Linked DNA regions of Pan troglodytes: region 1 is linked to region 2. The links are chromatin contacts, called in public HiChIP or PLAC-seq maps. All regions are on one chromosome and are shown on one strand. The core of a region is the stretch at or near the end of the contact, and the rest is flanking DNA. Distances in the headings are between cores, read along the strand shown.

Evidence for each region. HiChIP or PLAC-seq counts read pairs in DNA pulled down with a chosen protein or histone mark.
Region 1: a contact with region 2 is called in an H3K4me3 HiChIP or PLAC-seq map of stem cell-derived excitatory neurons, with 2.5 times the contacts expected there. The contact joins the promoter of MINDY1 here to the promoter of SEMA6C in region 2. A contact is called at or near these places in 1 of 7 Hi-C or Micro-C datasets (stem cell-derived neural progenitor cells) and 1 of 1 datasets of contacts at active chromatin or transcription factors (stem cell-derived excitatory neurons).

What each region holds. Positions count from the first base shown.
Region 1 is chr1:98,205,272-98,208,565 of NHGRI_mPanTro3-v2.0_pri, reverse strand. MINDY1 (MINDY lysine 48 deubiquitinase 1) reads right to left here and starts at 1,700. Exons shown (of 10, transcript XM_016926769.2): 1 at 1,506-1,700. The coding sequence starts at 1,509. PRUNE1 (prune exopolyphosphatase 1) reads left to right here and starts at 1,659. Exons shown (of 8, transcript NM_001280211.1): 1 at 1,659-1,929. The coding sequence starts at 1,891.
Region 2 is chr1:98,067,414-98,070,640 of NHGRI_mPanTro3-v2.0_pri, reverse strand. SEMA6C (semaphorin 6C) reads right to left here and starts at 1,321. Exons shown (of 19, transcript XM_063813718.1): 1 at 1,086-1,321. LYSMD1 (LysM domain containing 1) reads right to left here. Exons shown (of 4, transcript XR_001709395.4): 4 at 1,537-1,607.

The DNA.
Region 1 (3,294 bases), core at 451-2,950, 140 kb before region 2:
TGCCCAGCGCTGGTGGATTTCTATCAGGACTTTCTGACCCGGTCAGCAGCTTTGTGATCAGCAGAGAGGGAGCGAGAAACAGGAGAGAAAAACAACAGACCCTTTCTCTTCCCTCTGCCTGCCTCTAGAAGGGACGGAGCGCTTGTGCCTCTCTGGTGAGAATAGGGAAGAGCAAGTGCCCTTGCTAAGTAGGGAGGAGCAGGGCTGGACAGAAGCAGCTTGTTGGATCTGGGCTCTCTCTCTGGGTATGGCAGTCCTTTGCCCTGGATCCACAGAAGCAGGACCAAAGAGCACGATATTTGCATGTATTACTCAATTAATGTTAAAAACAAACAAACAAACAAACCCAGCTCTTTTCCCTCTGGAGCCCTCCAGAGAGCTCCTTTCCAAGTCCTTGCTGTATAATTTTAAGTCTAGAAATGAAACTGGTTGGGTTGTGCACCTGGTAGAGTGCAGAGGGTGTGGTAGAAGCCCCAGGCTCTGGGCGCGATGGCTGACGCCTGTAATCCCAGCACTTTGGGAAGCCAAGGCGGGCGGATCACAAGGTCAAGAGATCAAGACCAACCTGGCCAACATAGTGAAACCCCATCTCTACTAAAAATACAAAAATTAGCAGGGCATGGTGGCACATGCCTGTAGTCCCAGCTACTCGGGAGGCTGAGGCAGGAGAATCGCTTGAACCCGGGAGGCGGAGGTTGCAGTGAGCCAAGATCCTGCCACTGCACTCCAGCCTGAAGACGGAGCAAGACTCCGTCTCAAAAAGAAGAAGAAGAAGAAGAAAAGAACTGGCAGAGCAGGCAGGAGATCCAACACCCCTGTGCTCTGGATCTTGGTTCCACTGCAGGTCTCTCATCAGTCACCTCCTCTCGATTTACAGCTGGGGAAGCAGGAAAAGCTGGTGTGAGGCTGACGGTAGGAAATAAAGGGATAGATAAATAAATGAGGGAATTTTTGATGATGAGTGTCCATTTATTTGCAGTACCTGCACTACTCTGCGGCTGGAAAGTGGCAGTTAAGGGAGGTTGGAACCTAACTCCACATTCTGAAGGGTTCCCTAAACTCTATGTACAGGGCCGCCACAGGATGAAATTTCAAGCAACTCTAAAGGCTGAAAGAGCAATTGGAACAATTAGGGTGGCAGAGAGCAAAAAGCCAAGGTTACAACCGTCCAAGAAAGGAAGAAGATATTTGCCGAGGCTGTAGAAAAAAACAGGCTACAGAGTTGCAAAGGGAGAAGCAGCAGGAGTTGGCAGGAGACTGTAGGTGTTCACAAGAGGGGTCAAAGATTATTCTAATGTTCTCCTAACATGAACAACCACAAAATTGGTGGCGATTGAGTCAGTTTGGTAAAGGGCAGAATTTCTAGAAAGAAGATGATCTGTTTTGCCAAGTGTCATTTAAAATGTCACCAGATGCTCGGTGAGATATATGTAAAGATGTTATACTTGGCCTGATCTGAGAGGGAAAGTTCAGATGCCACAATAATGGGTTACTGTGACACATACACATTTGTTTACCAAACGACTGATCCCTCAGAAAACGATCCTTCCCTCGGTTGCTAGGGTCATTGCGGAGTTGAGGGACTACGTTTCCCACGTCGCCCCACGCCACGCCCCCTTGGCCTCGCCGGAAAGACGTCCCAGGAGCCTCTGGGCGTAGAGCCCCGCCTCCGCCGCTGGGGGCGGGGCGACGCCGGACTCCGGAGCGCCCGCTTACGCAGTTCCTCCCGGGGTCGGAGGCCGATTCGCCGTGTGGCGGGTTCGAGTCCCGCCTCCTGACTCTGGCCTCTAGTCCCTGAGTCCCGGGCGGGCTGCATTCGCCGGGGAAACCTCTCCTCGACCAGGGGCACCTCTACTCGACCAGGGGCGACGGCGTACTTTGGGCTTCATCATGGAGGACTACCTGCAGGGTTGTCGAGCTGCTCTGCAGGTAACGAATCCCTGTCTGTGACTGTAAGGAATGGAGCACGGGGTCCAGGAAGGACGAAGACGTGGGATCTGGGGGAGCCTCGACGGTCCGTGTGGAGGGAACACTGAGTTGTGGGGAGGGGGGTTGGGGCCTGATCAGTTTTGGGGCATGAGGAGCGAGGAGCGAGAAGCCAGTTTAGGAGCGTGAGAATGCTGCTTGTTCAGTCTCCCGGTTTTTGGCTCCCCGCCTTTGGGGTCCGCCTGAGAGCGGGGAGAAGTCTTGGGTCTGAATCCTGCATTTGAGCCTCTGCTTGCTGTCATCTTGGTCAGTTCCGTCAAAAGAACCAGGACTGTGCCGCCGCCAGCCTAGCCCCGCGAGGTGTGTTTATTCTTTTCTCCCCGCCCCTCTTTGAGTTCTCCGCACCCAAGGCTTTGCTTGGCCCACTGGCCTCCAGGTGAACCTCGGGGGTGTGGAGGGAACCGGTGCTCACGGCTTTATTTCCTCCGAATGGCAGTTTCTGTCTGGCGGGCTGAACTCATTTCTAGGTTAGAAGTAGTCACAGTATTTTACTTTAAGTCAGTGTTTTTAAGCCAAACATACAAAATCCATCAGGTATATTTGTTGACCCACAACCAGCATTCCTTTGCCTCCAGGTTTCTCCTTTGGCCTTAACGCACACAAATGACATAAAAATTCTCCACTTGGAAGGGATAAGCACAAAGTGTGTTTGGAATCAAAACCATAAATATGACTACTCAATGCTTTGTGGCTTATTTTTGGTGCTCTCTGACTCAGCTGGACTCACCCAGCCATGCTGAGCCGTCATGAGGCATTAGGCTGTTATCCCCAGTTAGCAGCAAAAAGCTAACCAGAGACAGGCTCCAGGAGGTCACCCGGCCCCTCTACTTTGAGTTATACTGCCCTGAAGAAACCTAGATAGACGGCTTGCTGAGCTTTCCTTTTTAGATATCTTAAACTCTACAAATTCCCCTGAGGGACAGATTCTGGTCTTTAACAAATCCTGAAAGTCACTTAATTCCTGCTGCAGACTCAGCTGCTGGAATAAATGAATTGTCTTCATATTGAATTGGGGAGAAGGTCCATTTTAACACCAATTACATAGACATTTTCCTTGTGAAAAACAAATTTGGGGAGTTATTTCAATGCATAAGGCCATTTGGAACCAATCCCTTTTTGTTACCTCTGAGTCCACCACAGGGTGCTTATTGGAGGACTAATGTAGAGTTTTTGGGGCACCGTTCTAAGTGCTAAACAGTTGGATTTTGCCCCCCAGTAACCCAAATGACGGGTCTCTTCCACCATTTGGTAAAGTGCCCTTGGACCTGAAACCTCACCAAATAGTATTTCTTTGCATGCATCTACTCT
Region 2 (3,227 bases), core at 72-2,571:
TGGTCGCCCGCCCCAGTCCACCTTCCTCAGAGGGAGCAGGGTCGCGCCAAGGAGCCTGTGGAACCGGAGCTTTCCTTTCTCCAAGCCATTTCCCCCACTCTTAGCTCTTAGCCCCACACTCAGCACCTACCCTCCTTCCCACCCAACCCCCAACCAGGACAATCCAGGTGTCTAAAGCCTCGAAAAGAGGTGGGCCTAGGGCCAGGGGCTCGACGTGTCTCCCCCTCACCGGATCCGGGGCTCCGAGGAGGGGCCGGTAGCAGAGTCTGGGCCGGGACCGGGTCCCAGAGCCACGTTAGCGAGAGGAGGGGCTGGAGGGGCCTGCAGGCGCAGACGGAGAGGGGATAGGAGCGGGGGTTGGGGAGCGGAGGCGGGTCTCCCAGGCCAGGGAAACGGGGCCAGAGGCTGAGAACCGACGAGGGCGGGCCTGAGGCCGGCGCTCAGTGGGGACCGTGGGCTCAGGAGGCAGTTGCCAGCTCGGATGTCCTCCTTGGGAGACCTCAGTCTAACAAAGCCCCGGGCCGAGCGGGCTGAAGGAAGGAGATAGGCGCTGGGACCGATGTTGCTCGAGGGCCCCATTCGCCGCCTCTTTGCACGAGCCAACCCTTCAGAGGGTGCTCAGATTCCGGCTTGCACAAGGACAGAGGAGCACCCGTGACACAAAGTCCGGAACGATGCGCCCCTCTTCCCATCCCTTCAGGGGCGTCAGGAGGGTCTAGTTCTCCGTGGGTCTCGGAGCCCTAGTTTCCTTGCTGGGAAAGCAAGGGGCCAGGTTTTCCACCCTCTCTATGGAGCGCGCCTTAAATAATCCCTTTTCGCGCTTCCCAGTCCAGCGGGATGCGACTCGACGAAAGCCCAATTGAACGAGGTGCCCAGACTCTGCTCTCACCAGTACAGTTACGGGGCTCGGCCACTGTCCCTCCTTCCTCCCTGCACCCCAATTTCGTTGACCCTCTCCGTCAGCCAGGCACACCGGGCGCCGACACCCTCCCTGGTCCCCTAGCGCTTCAGAAGCTTGCCCCCCGCCGGCCGCGCCCTCCTGCTCCCTCCCCGCCTCCCCGCAGCCCCTTCCCTGCCCGGGGTACTTGCTCCAGGATTCGGGTCAGCGGGATCGAGATCGCCGCGGGCGGCCAGCGGCCACGCGCTGCGCTGAGTTCGCAATCCGTGGTTGTGCTCAGGCGAGATGCGATGAGCGTCCGAATTGGATGGTGCTTGAATTTGGGTTCCAGGGCGCTGTCGGGAGAGCCCTGGGTCCAAGTCCAGCCGCGGATCCGCGGAGGAAAACAATGCGACCGCCCGGGGCTCTGGGCTCGGCCCCAGTGGCCCCGCCCGCCTCCCAGCCGGGCCCACCTCCTGCCCGCCTTTGGTTCCCCGCGACTAATCCCGCCCTCGGAGGGCGGCTAGACACCGCCTTCTCGTCACCTCTCCGCCAATAGTGCTGCCCGGGGAGGGGCGCCAGGAGCACCGTCCACCCAGAGGGCCAGGCCGGGAGGCTGAACTGGAGACCAGAGACAGACGCGAGATGGAGAGACCCACGGACAGTCGCCGACACCGGGCAGAGGAAGAAATACATACAGAAGCAGAGACAGGCTGGCACAGGAGAGGCTCTGGGGAGAAATTTCACAAGAGAGGAAGAGGAGCTGGGAGGAGAAACAGACAGGAAACCTGGGAGCCTCGCGGGGCTGGGCTGGGCTATCAGAGCCTGCGCGATCCGTCCTCCCTTCCCCTCCTATACGGCTTGGGCGACCTTGCTCCCGAGGGCGCATCCCGCATCTCCCTGACTCTGCCCCCAACTCTCTGTTGCTCCTCTCTATGCGTTGTCCCTCTGTCTCCTTATTTCTCCCCGTAGGCCTCCTCTGGTTCGTCCTGACCCGGATAAGGAGGCCTAGCATGCGCGTGGGGGCTGGAGGCCTGGGAAAGGAAAGGAAGGTGTCAGCAGGAGGTTTCCCTTGTTTCCATGATCTCCTCCCCTCCCACCTCTACAAAGCAGCATGAGTTTGGGCCACTATGGCAAGAACTAGCTAGCAGTCAGGCTGTTGGGTAATGGAAGAGGGCAGGTGAGAGAGGCTGAAGCCAAAACAGATGTGGAAATGAAGACTAACTGACTCAGAGAAAGACACAAAGAGTAGCAACGCTAAGACTTGATAAAGTAACCCACACAGCCTTCCTGCCCCACAGACATACGTCCCACCTTTCCTCAGAGGACCCTGACATCCCTCCAAACAGCAAAACTGCCCCTTCTCCCTCCCCACCCTTCATAAAGCCCCTGGGAATGTCAGTGAGGAGGAAGAATAAACTACTACAGACAGGATTGCTTGGTACCTTGGTATTGCCTGGTAGGATTCTTCTCTATGTGGGGCTGGGACAAAAGACATTCTCAAAATTCTCCAGGAAAGTGGGTGGCCTGGGAGACACTGGCATTCTCAGATAGTTTTATCTGACTGAACACTTCTACCCACATCTTGGACTCTGGACTAGAGGAAAGGAGGGGGAAGGGGTTTGCCACTTTAGGCCAGCCTTAACTGGACTGTGATCAGGGAGGGGAGTATCAACAACTAGGCTAAGCCCCACAGCGAGTACACAAGAGACCTAAACATACACACACATGTGCACACGCACACACACAGAAAGAGAGAGACAGAGAGACAGATTTAAGGCCAGGTGAACCAGTAAGATGAACAGTAACTCAGTAAAGTCAGATCTAAAAAAATAGAAGAAGATAAACAGGGACAATATCTACACAGAATTAACGGCCGAGGGATCTTGGGTCCAAGGCAATTCAGCAAACTGTCAGACAGTTGGGGTTGTTTTAAAGGCTGGAAAGAAATTTTCAGAGAAAGACACCTCAAAATATAGAGGCACTGAGAGGTTAAAAGAAATCTCCTCAGCTCCTAGCACAGGGTTTAGGTACTCAGATACATGCTTATTGAACAGATTAGTGAGTGGGGATTAAGGTGTAATTCATTTAAAGTTTTAGGACCCAGCTCAAATCTCAGTTCAATCCAATAAGTATTAAACACTTACTTGAGACACAATCTACTACACAATCCACTGTGGGTTGTGGTTCCAGACTTTAAGAAAATGATAATATATTTGAATTAAAATAAGATTTGCACATACTAAACTATTAAAAAGTCTAAACTATTAAAAAGACAGTACTAAATATTAAATATTTAATAGTACTAAACTATTAAAAAGACAACACCAAGTCTCAAAAGAAAAGCTAC